Regions from separate parts of the Macaca mulatta genome. Here region 1 is linked to region 2. A link is a contact called in public Hi-C data. All regions are on one chromosome and are shown on one strand. Each heading gives the region's core, a stretch centred on a gene start, on an enhancer-like site or on the middle of the called end of the contact. The rest is flanking DNA. Distances are from core to core; before and after follow the strand shown. Region 1 holds the start of BBS10 (Bardet-Biedl syndrome 10). Region 2 holds the start of KRR1 (KRR1 small subunit processome component homolog).

Region 1 (5,496 bases), core at 2,109-4,608, 810 kb before region 2:
CAAACGGTGATCAAGTGACTTTTAATACAATATGGTGACTAAATTAGTGCTAATTTGTTTTAATCTCCCCTTTTAGGGGGATAGGGATAGCTGCAAAGGATGGCAAAGGACTTGAAAGGGATTCAACAGTGAGAATCCCTGAAGTATGCTTTGCTTGGTGCTTTATATTCATTCTTCTCGAATCCTCTATGAGAACTTTAAGAGGAAGTTAGCCAGATTTTATACATGAAGACGCTGAGGCTCAGAGAGGTTGAATGTCTCCAAAAGCTACAGAGTAAGAGTGGTAGCCCACTGTTACTTTAAGAGTAAAAACACAAGTTTGAATCTGTATCTCCATAGTACACTTAAATAGAACTCTAATAGCACTTCACTTCTAAATGTCAGGAATATAATCCACTGCTTGAATCTATATTGAGTAATGTAACCCGAGTAGCACCAGAAAAAAAACCCTACTATTAAACATACACGAAATCCATATGAAAGGGTTTTTTTTTTTTTTACCCCCCTCAGATCACCTATTAGTCTATACCAAGTCAACATCAGATGAGTTCCGAGGCATCATTCCTCTCTGGTTTTCCCCCACCCTCCTTTCTTCTCTCTGCTCAGGGTCCAATTGCTTCTGGCTGTCATTTGGTTTGGTTTGATTAATTGGGGAGAAAAAGATGGGAGGGCCTGCCGGTTCCTCCTATCTTGTTCATAGCAATAAGGATTAAGGAAAACGGGCCCCTCATTGTCCAACCTCAGTGAAACATCTACAAGATCACTTTCTTGCTAATATTGGCATGTTTCTACTCTAGATGATGTATGTTGTGCTGTTATGCTAGTTGAATCTTCTGCATCTCACAAAATATCACTTGTGGGAATAATAAACCAGGAGAGTGGTGACCTACCACAGTAATTTGGTGGGTGTGTCAGAGGTGTCTGAACCAGAGCAATTCCATCTTGAATAGGAGCTGGGTAAAATGAGGCTAAGATCTACTAGGCTGCATTCCCAAACGATTAAGGCATTCTAAGTCACAGGATGAGATAGGAGGTTGGCACAAGATACAGGTCACAAAGACCTTGCTGATAAAACAGGTTGCAGTAAAGCTGGCTAAAACCCACCAAAACCAAGATGGCCACGAGAGTGACCTCTGGTTTTCCTCACTGCTACACTCCCATCAGCGCCATGACAGTTTACAGATGTCATGGCAATGTCAGGAAGTTACGCTATATGGTCTAAAAAGGGGAGGCATGAATAATCCACCCCTAACATGTTTAGCATATCATCAAGAAATAACCATAAAAATGGGCAACCAGCAGCCCTTGGGGCTGCTCTGCCTGTGGAGTAACCATTATTTTATTCTTCTTAATAAACTTGCTTTCACTTTATGGACTCGCCCTGAATTCTTTCTTGCATGAGATCCAAGAACCCTCTCTTGGGGTCTGGATTGGGACCCTTTTCCTGAAACAGGTGTAATATAAGTATTTGAATGTTGAGTGCTGACTATGCCAGGCACTATGCAAAGTGTTTAGTGAACATTCTCCAGAGCTCCTCAAAACCTTTTGAGATTTTTTTTTTATATATATTATCTCCATTGTTTTTTTTGGCGGGGATTGTTTTGTTTTGAGACAAGGTCTCGCTCTGTCGCCCAGGCTGGAGTGCAGTGGTGCGATCTCCGCTCACCGCAACCTCCCTTCCCGAGTTCAAGCGATTCTCATGCCTCAGCCTCCAGAGTAGCTGGGATTACAAGCATGCACTACCATGCCCAGCTAATTTTTGTGTTTTTAGTAGAGACGGGATTTCGCTATGTTGGCCATGCTGGTCTTGAACTCTTGGCTTCCTGTGATCACCTGCCTCGGCCTCCCAAAGTGCTGGAATCACAGCCATGAGCCACCGCACCAGGCCTATTGTTTTTAAAGATGAGAAAAGCAGAGGTCAAAGAGGATGCTTGGTAAATGCCACAGGTAAGGAAATGACAGAGCAAACCCAGGTCTGAATCCAAAGCCCATACTCTCAAGTGCCTGTGTTTTAGGCCAAGCAAGGTGGCTCATGCCTGTAATCCTAAAACTTTAGAAGGCCAAGTCTGGAGGATCACTTGAGGCCAGGAATTCAAGATCAGCCTGGGCAACATAGGGAGAGCCTGTCGCTACTAAAAAAGAAAATAACCGGGTGTAGTGAGGCACAAAGCGACTTGAAGGCTAAGACAGGAGGATCACGAGCTCAGGAATTTGGAGCTGCAGTGAGCTATGATGGCGCCACTGCACTCCAGCCTGGGCGGCAGAGTGAGACCTCGTCTCTTAAAAAAAAAAAAAAAAAAGGGTTGTAATATAAGAGACAGTATTTTCTGTCTTTGGATTATATACACTAATCCTTGGCCATGTGTTTTAAAGCATACTCTTGATCACCAACGTGACTAATGGATTTAAATCTTCACATCGGCCTGGTGCGGTGGCTCATGCCTGTAATCCCAACACTCTGAAAGGCCCTGGCAGGTGGATCATTCGGGTCAGGAGTTCGAAACCAGCCTGGTCAACATGGTGACATCCCCATCTCTACTAAAAATACAAATATTGGCCGGGCACAGTGGCGTATGCCTGTAATCCCAGCTACTTGGGAGGCTGAGGCACGGGAATCGCTTGAACCCGGGAGACGGAGGTTGCAGTCAGCCGAGACTGCGCCACTGCACTCCAGCCTGGGTGACAGAGCGAGACTCCATCTCAAAAAATAAATAAATAAATGGAATCTTCGCATCATTTCTGCTTAATATCTCTGTGGTGTCTAGAGTTTTATTGTGATACCTGAGTCAAGGAAATGTGGTAAAGCCTCTGCAGCGGACATAAAGCCTGCAATTCATGGCTGTAGCTAGGCTCTCCTCACCTGTCCTGCATCTACAAATTATTTCCGTGACGGTAAGGAGACCAATTCCTGGAGAATGTGGACAGAACATGCGTGAATCCAAGGCAGAGGTTTTGCCCCGGAACAAGCAGCTTCTGGCAGGGGATGAAAGCCAGCTGAATTCCAACTGGGGTGCCCTCTCCTTCGCGCAGGCCCCAATACCGTGCTGCCTTTGGAAGAAAGTTTCTCGGGAGACTAAGGGATTTGGGGGCAGCGGACGCCACTGGAGGGAAATGAATTCACCTAGGGAGTCGGGGAAGGGCTTAGGGTTGCCGCTCCTGGTACAGCTGCTGGAAATCCTAGTCTTTTTAACTGCCTTCGCAGACAACAGGGCAGCTCACCCCACCTGGCAAAGCTGCGGGGCTTTTCCACCAAGCGGACAGAAGGGCAGCCCTCTCGCCCAACCAAGAAGCCGTGTTACCGGCTTCCGGGTTTTCTCCCCGCCTATTCCGTTTCCGGCCGTTCCCGCCCCTTTTTTCGGTCGGCCCCGGTGTTCTGCAAGCAGGCCAAAAAGGGGAAGCGGCCCAGATGCTAAGTTCTATGGCCGCCACAGGGTCTTTGAAGGCGGCGTTGCAGGTGGCCGAGGTGCTGGAAGCCATCGTAAGCTGCTGCATGGGGCCCGAGGGACGGCAGGTTTTGTGTACGAAGCCGACTGGCGAGGTGCTTCTCAGCCGGAATGGAGGCCGCCTCCTGGAGGCGCTACACTTACAGCATCCCATAGCCAGGTACCCGCGTCCCACACGCTAGCCTGTAGCTGGGCACCCCAGGCAGCCTCTGTGGACCTCTTGTCCCATCCTGAGGCTATACGTACTTGGAAAGACTGACCTCGGGTGAAACCACTGTCTGCTCGGAATTAGAGCCCTGCCCAAGGGAACACTCCTTTACCCCAAATCTTATCAATTCCCAAGACCACTTCTCCCCACTCCACCCAACCGTAGAATCTGAGAATAGAGCACAATTTTTTCCAAGAAAGGAAAAAACTAAGGATGTATCAAAGGAACAATATTCGCATTTTATACTTATGGCTGTGTAAACATGATTTTAATTTAAAATGTGGGAAGCTGGCCTTTTGAAAATGAGTTGCTTTATTTCTTTTTTGTACAGGATGATAGTGGACTGTGTTTCCAGTCATCTCAAAAAAACAGGAGATGGTGCAAAAACATTTATTATCTTTCTTTGCCATTTGCTTAGAGGACTTCATGCAGTCACAGACAGAGAAAAGGATCCTTTGATGTGTGAAAACATTCAAACCCATGGAAGGCATTGGAAAAATTGTTGTCAGTGGAAATTTATTTCCCAGGCTCTCGTAACGTTTCAGACACAAATATTAGACGGTATTATGGACCAGTACCTAAGTAGACACTTTTTGTCTATCTTTTCATCTGCTAAAGAGAGAACATTGTGTAGGAGCTCTTTAGAGTTGCTCTTAGAAGCATACTTTTGTGGAAGAGTGGGAAGAAATAATCACAAATTTATTTCACAGTTGATGTGTGACTACTTTTTCAAGTGTATGACTTGTAAAACTGGGATTGATGTGTTTGAGTTAGTGGATGACTATTTTGTAGAGTTGAATGTTGGTGTCACTGGCCTTCCTGTTTCAGATTCCAGGATCATAGCTGGTCTTGTGCTTCAGAAAGATTTTTCTGTGTACTGCCCAGCAGATGGTGACATACGAATGGTGATAGTAACAGAAACCATTAAGCCTCTTTTTTCCACTTCTGGGTCAGAGTTTATTCTAAATTCAGAAGCACAGTTTCAAACATCTCAATTTTGGATTATGGAAAAGACAAAAGCAATAATGAAACATCTACGTAGTCAGAATGTAAAATTGCTCCTATCTAGTGTGAAACAACCAGATTTAGTTATTTATTATGCAGGGGTGAATGGCATATCAGTGGTTGAGTGTTTATCATCAGAAGAAGTTTCTCTTATCCGGAGGATCATTGGTCTTTCTCCATTTGTACCACCACAGGCCTTTTCACAGTGTGAAATATCTAACACTGCTTTGGTGAAATTTTGTAAACCTCTTATCCTCAGATCCAAAAGATATGTTCATCTTGGCTTGATTGGCACGTGTACATTTATACCACACTGTGTAGTTCTTTGTGGACCAGTGCAGGGTCTCATTGAACAACATGAGGATGCTTTACATGGAGCATTTAAAATGCTTCGGCAATTATTTAAAGACCTTGATCTAAATTACATGACACAAACCAGTGACCAAAATGGCACTTCAAGTCTTTTTATTTATAAGAACAGTGGAGAAAGTTATCAAGCACCAGATACTGGTAAGGCCTCAATACAAAGGCCTTATCAGGACACAGTTGTAGAGAACAAAGATGAATTGGAAAAAACTCAAACATATTTAAAAGTACATTCTAATTTGGTAATTTCAGATGTAGAATTAGAAACATATATTCCGTATTCAACCCCAACAGATACATTCGAAACAGATGAAACGCTGAAATGTTTGTCTTTGGAAAGAAACAGGCTAACTGATGATTATGAACCATTACTCAAAAACAATTCCACTGCTTATTCAACAAGAGGAAACAATAGAATAGACATTTCTTATGAAAATTTACAAGTCACAAATATTACTGGAAAGGGAAGCATGT
Region 2 (5,478 bases), core at 2,065-4,564:
ACATTACCCAGTCAAGTTTACACTTACAATTAACCATCATAAATATCTACTAATATATTTTCCGTTTTTCTTTTTTTCCCCTTTTTTTTGAGATGGAGTCTTGCTCTGTCACCCAGGCTGGAATGTAGTGGCATGATCTCGGCTCACTGCAACCTCTACCTCTTGGATTCAAGCGATTCTCCTGCCTCAGCCTCCTTAGTAGCTGGGACTACAGTTACGTGCCACCATGCCCGGCTAATTTTTTGTATTTTTAGTGGAGATGGGTTTCACCATGTTAGCCAGAATGGCCTCAATCTCCTGACCTCGTGATCCGCCTGCCTTGGTCTCCCAAAGTGCTGGGATTACAGGCATGAGCCACTGCTCTCGGCCTTTCCTTATTTTTCAATGGAATTGCTTACATCTTTTTATCACCTTGAATATTATTGTAATCAACCATTAAATGTTTTGTGAATATTTTGCCCCCTCTCTCTTATATCCTTTATTTTTCGTATCCTATTTCTCATCATTTTAAATTTTAAATTATTATTTTGAATACTTTATAATCAGTGAATCACTGAAAATGAGATGAAAATTTGGACACTATCATTTTGATAATCACTTTTGAGTTTATAGTCTTTTAAGGTGATTTTAGGAGATTTTTCAATATTTAGTTTCAATATGTATTCAATAAATATTTACAGTATTTAGTTATTATTCAATATTTATTTAAAATTAAATTGTTCTTTCAATTCTAATGAATTTTTGGAAGATGTTGAAGTTAGATCTGCTCTTTTCCAAAGTAAGGAATCTAGAGCAAATAGTTCCCACATGTGGAAACTATTGTTTAGAGGTTTTAAAAGTTTAAACCATTCATATGTAATATTGTGGTTATAATGTTTAATTCTTAGAAGAACTAGTCGAATTAATTTCCGAATTTATTTATTCCATACCATGTTTATTTTAAAATTTTTCTTCAAAACTGCTTAACACATAGTCTAACCAAATTGTTGAAACATTGTCCTCATTCAATTTGACTGTCAATTTTAATTTTTAGTAGTATACATATGTGCCATTCCTGCTTGTCAAGCCAAAATATGAAAATTCAGTTAATGAGTAACAGTATTGAAGCATCAGAGTCTGTTTTAAAACTGAAAAAAAATGTATGTGTACTAAGGAAAAGCTTCAGCCTCTCAGTCTTACGCAATTATTTTTCTATTCATTTAATTTTTATACATTACTTCTTATAACTACTAGCATCAAATTAATATCTTGCTATATTTTTATCTCATATTATCACAGAGGAAAAAGCACTGTATAATTATATATACTCTTCAGTATATGATTATTAGTAATTATAATATTTTTAAATTAGTGATTTTTGTTGCAGGATTTATTTTTTAGTAAAAGTTTTTATATCCTATATGTAAGATAACTCCCTGTTCCTGTGATATAACTTGTATTAGATTATTGGCTTCTGGAAGGCAAATAACAGACTTTTAAAAAAAATTCACTTAACTTCCAATCATATATTGTTTTTATATTGTATATTCAGTTGGTTGACAACGTGAGGGCTTTTGAATTAGGCAAGGGAAAGAATCATTTAATATTGAAATAACTTATTGCAGGAGCCTGATGAATCTTTTCCTTTGGAAAGCAGACAGGACAGTTTTAGTGTGGTGTCATCTATAATAGGAGGTCTAGAAGACCTTAGAGAATCTTAGAACTCAATTATTATCTATGTTTTTACACCCCTTTCAGTAATGATTTGGAAAAAAAATGTAAAAATTTCAAAAAGGGAAAGATGAACCCTGAGCTCTGCATAGTATGGTAATTAAAAGGTTGGGTTTTACAAACAGACTCAATATTGACAAGAAAAGGATCGGTGGGTTTTCATTTTCCCATCTCCATCATATTCTCAATATTTCTCAAATAAGAGCAATACTAAGATTAAAAATATATATGTAAATGGGAATAAAAGCCTATGTAGAAAATTTTGCTAGAAAATAAAGGGCTTTTAACACAAATATTACTTCTACACTATTCCCTCCCCTTCACCCCTATCAGCCCTCTTTCTAACACTTTTGAAGCTCCTAATGAATAGTAGCCCCCTGAAGCTGCTAGGTCAAACTGCCTGGACTTGAAGACGGGCCTTTCACTTATTAGTGATTGAGTTACTTAAAATAAGGATGATAAAAACCTGCTTCATGAGGTGTACTCTTCACTTTATAACTTTAACCTGTTGCTATTTGTTCTATTTTAGGGATTTATCATTATTTTTTTGAGGAAATTAAAAGAACAGAGATAAAATCCCTGTCATTTATAAAACGCACAGGATAAAAGCAAAAAACCTTTGCTCTGTCGTTTGGGTTCTTCTGTCCATATGTAACAATCTGTTTCATACATGGATCTCATATATGAAAACCTAAATTTTTGTATAAGATACACGAGAGTGGATTTATCAGACAAACGTGTATTTCACTAATGCAAGGAATTTAACCTATCAAAGACTTTCCCTATTTGCTGCAGAAAATTTTAGAAATGCAAGCAATAAAATCAATAATTTTAAAAAATCTTGTCTTTGGCATGTCAAAGAACTTTTATACTTCTAAAAGTGTAGTTATTTGTAGTCAGTGATGAACCTCTCTACACACCTTAGCCCTATGCAATGTTGGGGGTAGAAAACGAGTAGAGATTTTGAGAAATCTTAGGCTAGTTGAAATACTTCTGAAACGTCAGAATGTTGAATTACCATCCCTCTGACTTAGAAAGAGAAATACCAACACTCGGGAAGATTACCATCATAAACAACTTTGGAAAGTTTAATTTGGTCATTGTTTTTAAAATTAGAAATAATGTAAATAAAGTACTGCAACAAAGCATTCTCACAATAAATAGTAGCTATTCCTGTCACTTCTTACAGCGGAGGCCCAATATACATTGTATTCTCATATTTGTGCTTCCTCCCAACATCTAGCGCATATTTGGCCAACATATAAATTTTTATCGAAAGAATGAATGACATCAATGACAGGCTGGTCGCACTCCGGTGGTCCAGGTTAGCCCGTGAGGCCACGAGGAAACTGCGGATAACACAGTGTCCAATTTGCCTATACCGCCTGCTAAACTACAAGTCCCAGTACGCAAACGCCATGGTTGCAGTGCATACTGGGAGAAAGTCTCCAGCTCTTCATTGGCCACGTAGGAGAACCTCCGGTGTGTGTAAAAGCGCGGGCTTTAACGCACGTACGCACGGAAAACTGCGCAGATCTCCTCGTCTGAGTTCCGCGGAACTCATTTTGAGTGTAGGCATTTTAGCCGGTAGGATTTAAGAACAGTTTCATTTCCGGCGTCACCGGAAGCAGCTTGAAAATGGCGTCTCCCTCTTTAGAGCGGCGAGAAAAAGGGGCTGGAAAAAGTGAATTTCGTAACCAGAAGACAAAGCCGGAGAACCAAGGTGATGTTATGTGGGAACCGAAGGCTGGGGTTTGTGGACGTTGAGTTGCGATGTTTTTTTTTCTCATTGCTTGTGGACTTATAAAACCACCTGGAGCCTGTACTGTGTATTTAAGTACCACAATAATCGCTGATAAGATTATTGGCTGGGCCCACAGGAACGACTGGCCGATATGGTGCCACCCACGTGTTCCTAATTCATTCCTTTTGCTAAAGGGTCCCCAAAGCGAAGCCGTTGCTGAATACGTCTTCTGTAAAAGATTATTAAGAAAATGCCGAGGGCGCCGCGGAACCCTGTAGCCTGCAGGGGACTGAAAGTCATTGACGGAATGAGGAATAGGGTGAGGTGGGAGCAGGTAGTTCTGATATACAGGAGTCGACCCTGATAATGGGGTGAGATATGGGGAAAGGAGCTATCTGACATGTCCTTAGCTCTAGTTTGTCAGTAAAGACAGTTTGAAAGATTTATCAATTCCTGTTTGTCAGATTGCTAAAATACTAGACGACACAGCCCTTGCTCTTTAGGTTGTGCTACCTTTTAATTGTTAACTCCTGCGTTGTGGTCTGGTTTTACCCGTTTTCTTCAGTATGAATGACAGAGAAGTCAGAAATAGCCTGGGGATCTGTTCAACCAGGCTCATAGAAGTGTTAAAAACATTGAACTCTCAATTTAGATGCATTGGGAAAGTTTTCAAGGTTTCTTCGTTGTTGCTCATTAAATGATTATGTAACGTACATAGCAGAGGATACAACTTATATATAGTTTAATAAAACCATGCAAGAAACTAGCATTCAGACTGTTAAGTAAAATAGAGCATTACCATACCCCTCAAACCCTTACGTGCACTTCTCAGATCATATTCTCTTTTCCTGTCACAAGTAACCACTCTGAATTGCGTTGCATTCTGTTCCTCTTCTTGTAGTCACGAAGTGGCTTAATTTTGCCTCTTTTTAAATTTTATATACATGAAAGTGGACCGTATGCATTTTTCTGTGTCTTAGATTTAGCTTTGTTTTTCAAACAGGGTGATACTTGTAGGTGTAGTTTTAGTCTTTTCACTGTTATGTGGTGTTTCCTTGTATGACTATACCCCAGTTTTTTTTTTCATTTTACAATCGGTGGACATTTGGATTGTTCCTATTGCTTGCAATTATAAACAGTACTGCTAAAACATCTTTGTACATGTCTTCTGGTTAACATGTTCAAGGGTTTCTTTAGGTTGTGAACATAGGATTGGAATTACTGAAGTGTAGGGTGTGTGTAAGTAATGCTAACTTTTTTCCAAAGTGCTAGTGTCAGTTTTGTTCCCACTAGCAGTGGACGAAAGTTCTCATTGCCTTACATTCATATGAATACATGATGTTACCTGAATTTTGAATTTCTGTCATTTTGGTAGGTATGAAATGGGATCTGGTTGCAGTTTTAATTTGCATTTTCTGATCACCTATGAGGTTGCGTATCTTTTCACATGTTTTGGGCCTTCCTTAATTGTGAAACTCCTGTGTATTTCTTTTGTCAATTTTTTGTCTGAGATTGTAGTGGGAACTTTGAAAAAATTGATCCGTAGCCTTTGAAGTGTTTAAATTGGATAGGGACTTGGTCAGGGAAGCATTGCAAGTAACCAGTTGCAGTGACTCATGCCTGTAATCCCAGCACTTTGGCAAGCTGAGGAGGGGGGATTGCTTGAGCCCAGGAGATATGCCTGGGCAACATGGCAAAACCCTTTCCCTACCAAAAAAAAAAAAAAAACAAAAAAAACAAAAATTAGCCAGACATTATGGCACATGCCTGTAGTACCAGCTGCTTGCGAGGCTGAGGCAAGAGAATAGATCGCTTGAGTCCAGGAGGTCCAGGCTGCAGTGACCTGGGATGGAGCCACTGCACTCCAGCCTGGGTGACAGAGCGAGGCCCTGTCTTAAAAAAAAAAAATGTATATAATACACAAGTAATCACTTTTGTGGAATTTGTGTTCTTTAAAGGACATTGGAGAATCCTTAGACTAGCCAATTGTCTGTGATTTGAACCAGAAATAGAAATAGAAAAGT

The links. Hi-C and Micro-C count contacts between places; a contact is called where the count stands out from the background.
Region 1: a contact with region 2 is called in a Hi-C map of liver, with 4 times the contacts expected there. The contact joins the promoter of BBS10 here to the promoter of KRR1 in region 2. A contact is called at or near these places in 3 of 14 Hi-C or Micro-C datasets (fetal cortex germinal zone, fetal cortical plate and liver).

Annotation. Positions count from the first base shown.
Region 1 is chr11:83,497,405-83,502,900 of T2T-MMU8v2.0, reverse strand. BBS10 (Bardet-Biedl syndrome 10) reads left to right here and starts at 3,358. Exons shown (of 2, transcript XM_015152340.3): 1 at 3,358-3,478; 2 at 3,983-5,496. The coding sequence starts at 3,984. It also overlaps a transcript of OSBPL8 not described here.
Region 2 is chr11:82,683,199-82,688,676 of T2T-MMU8v2.0, reverse strand. KRR1 (KRR1 small subunit processome component homolog) reads left to right here and starts at 3,314. Exons shown (of 10, transcript NM_001265714.1): 1 at 3,314-3,433. The coding sequence starts at 3,349.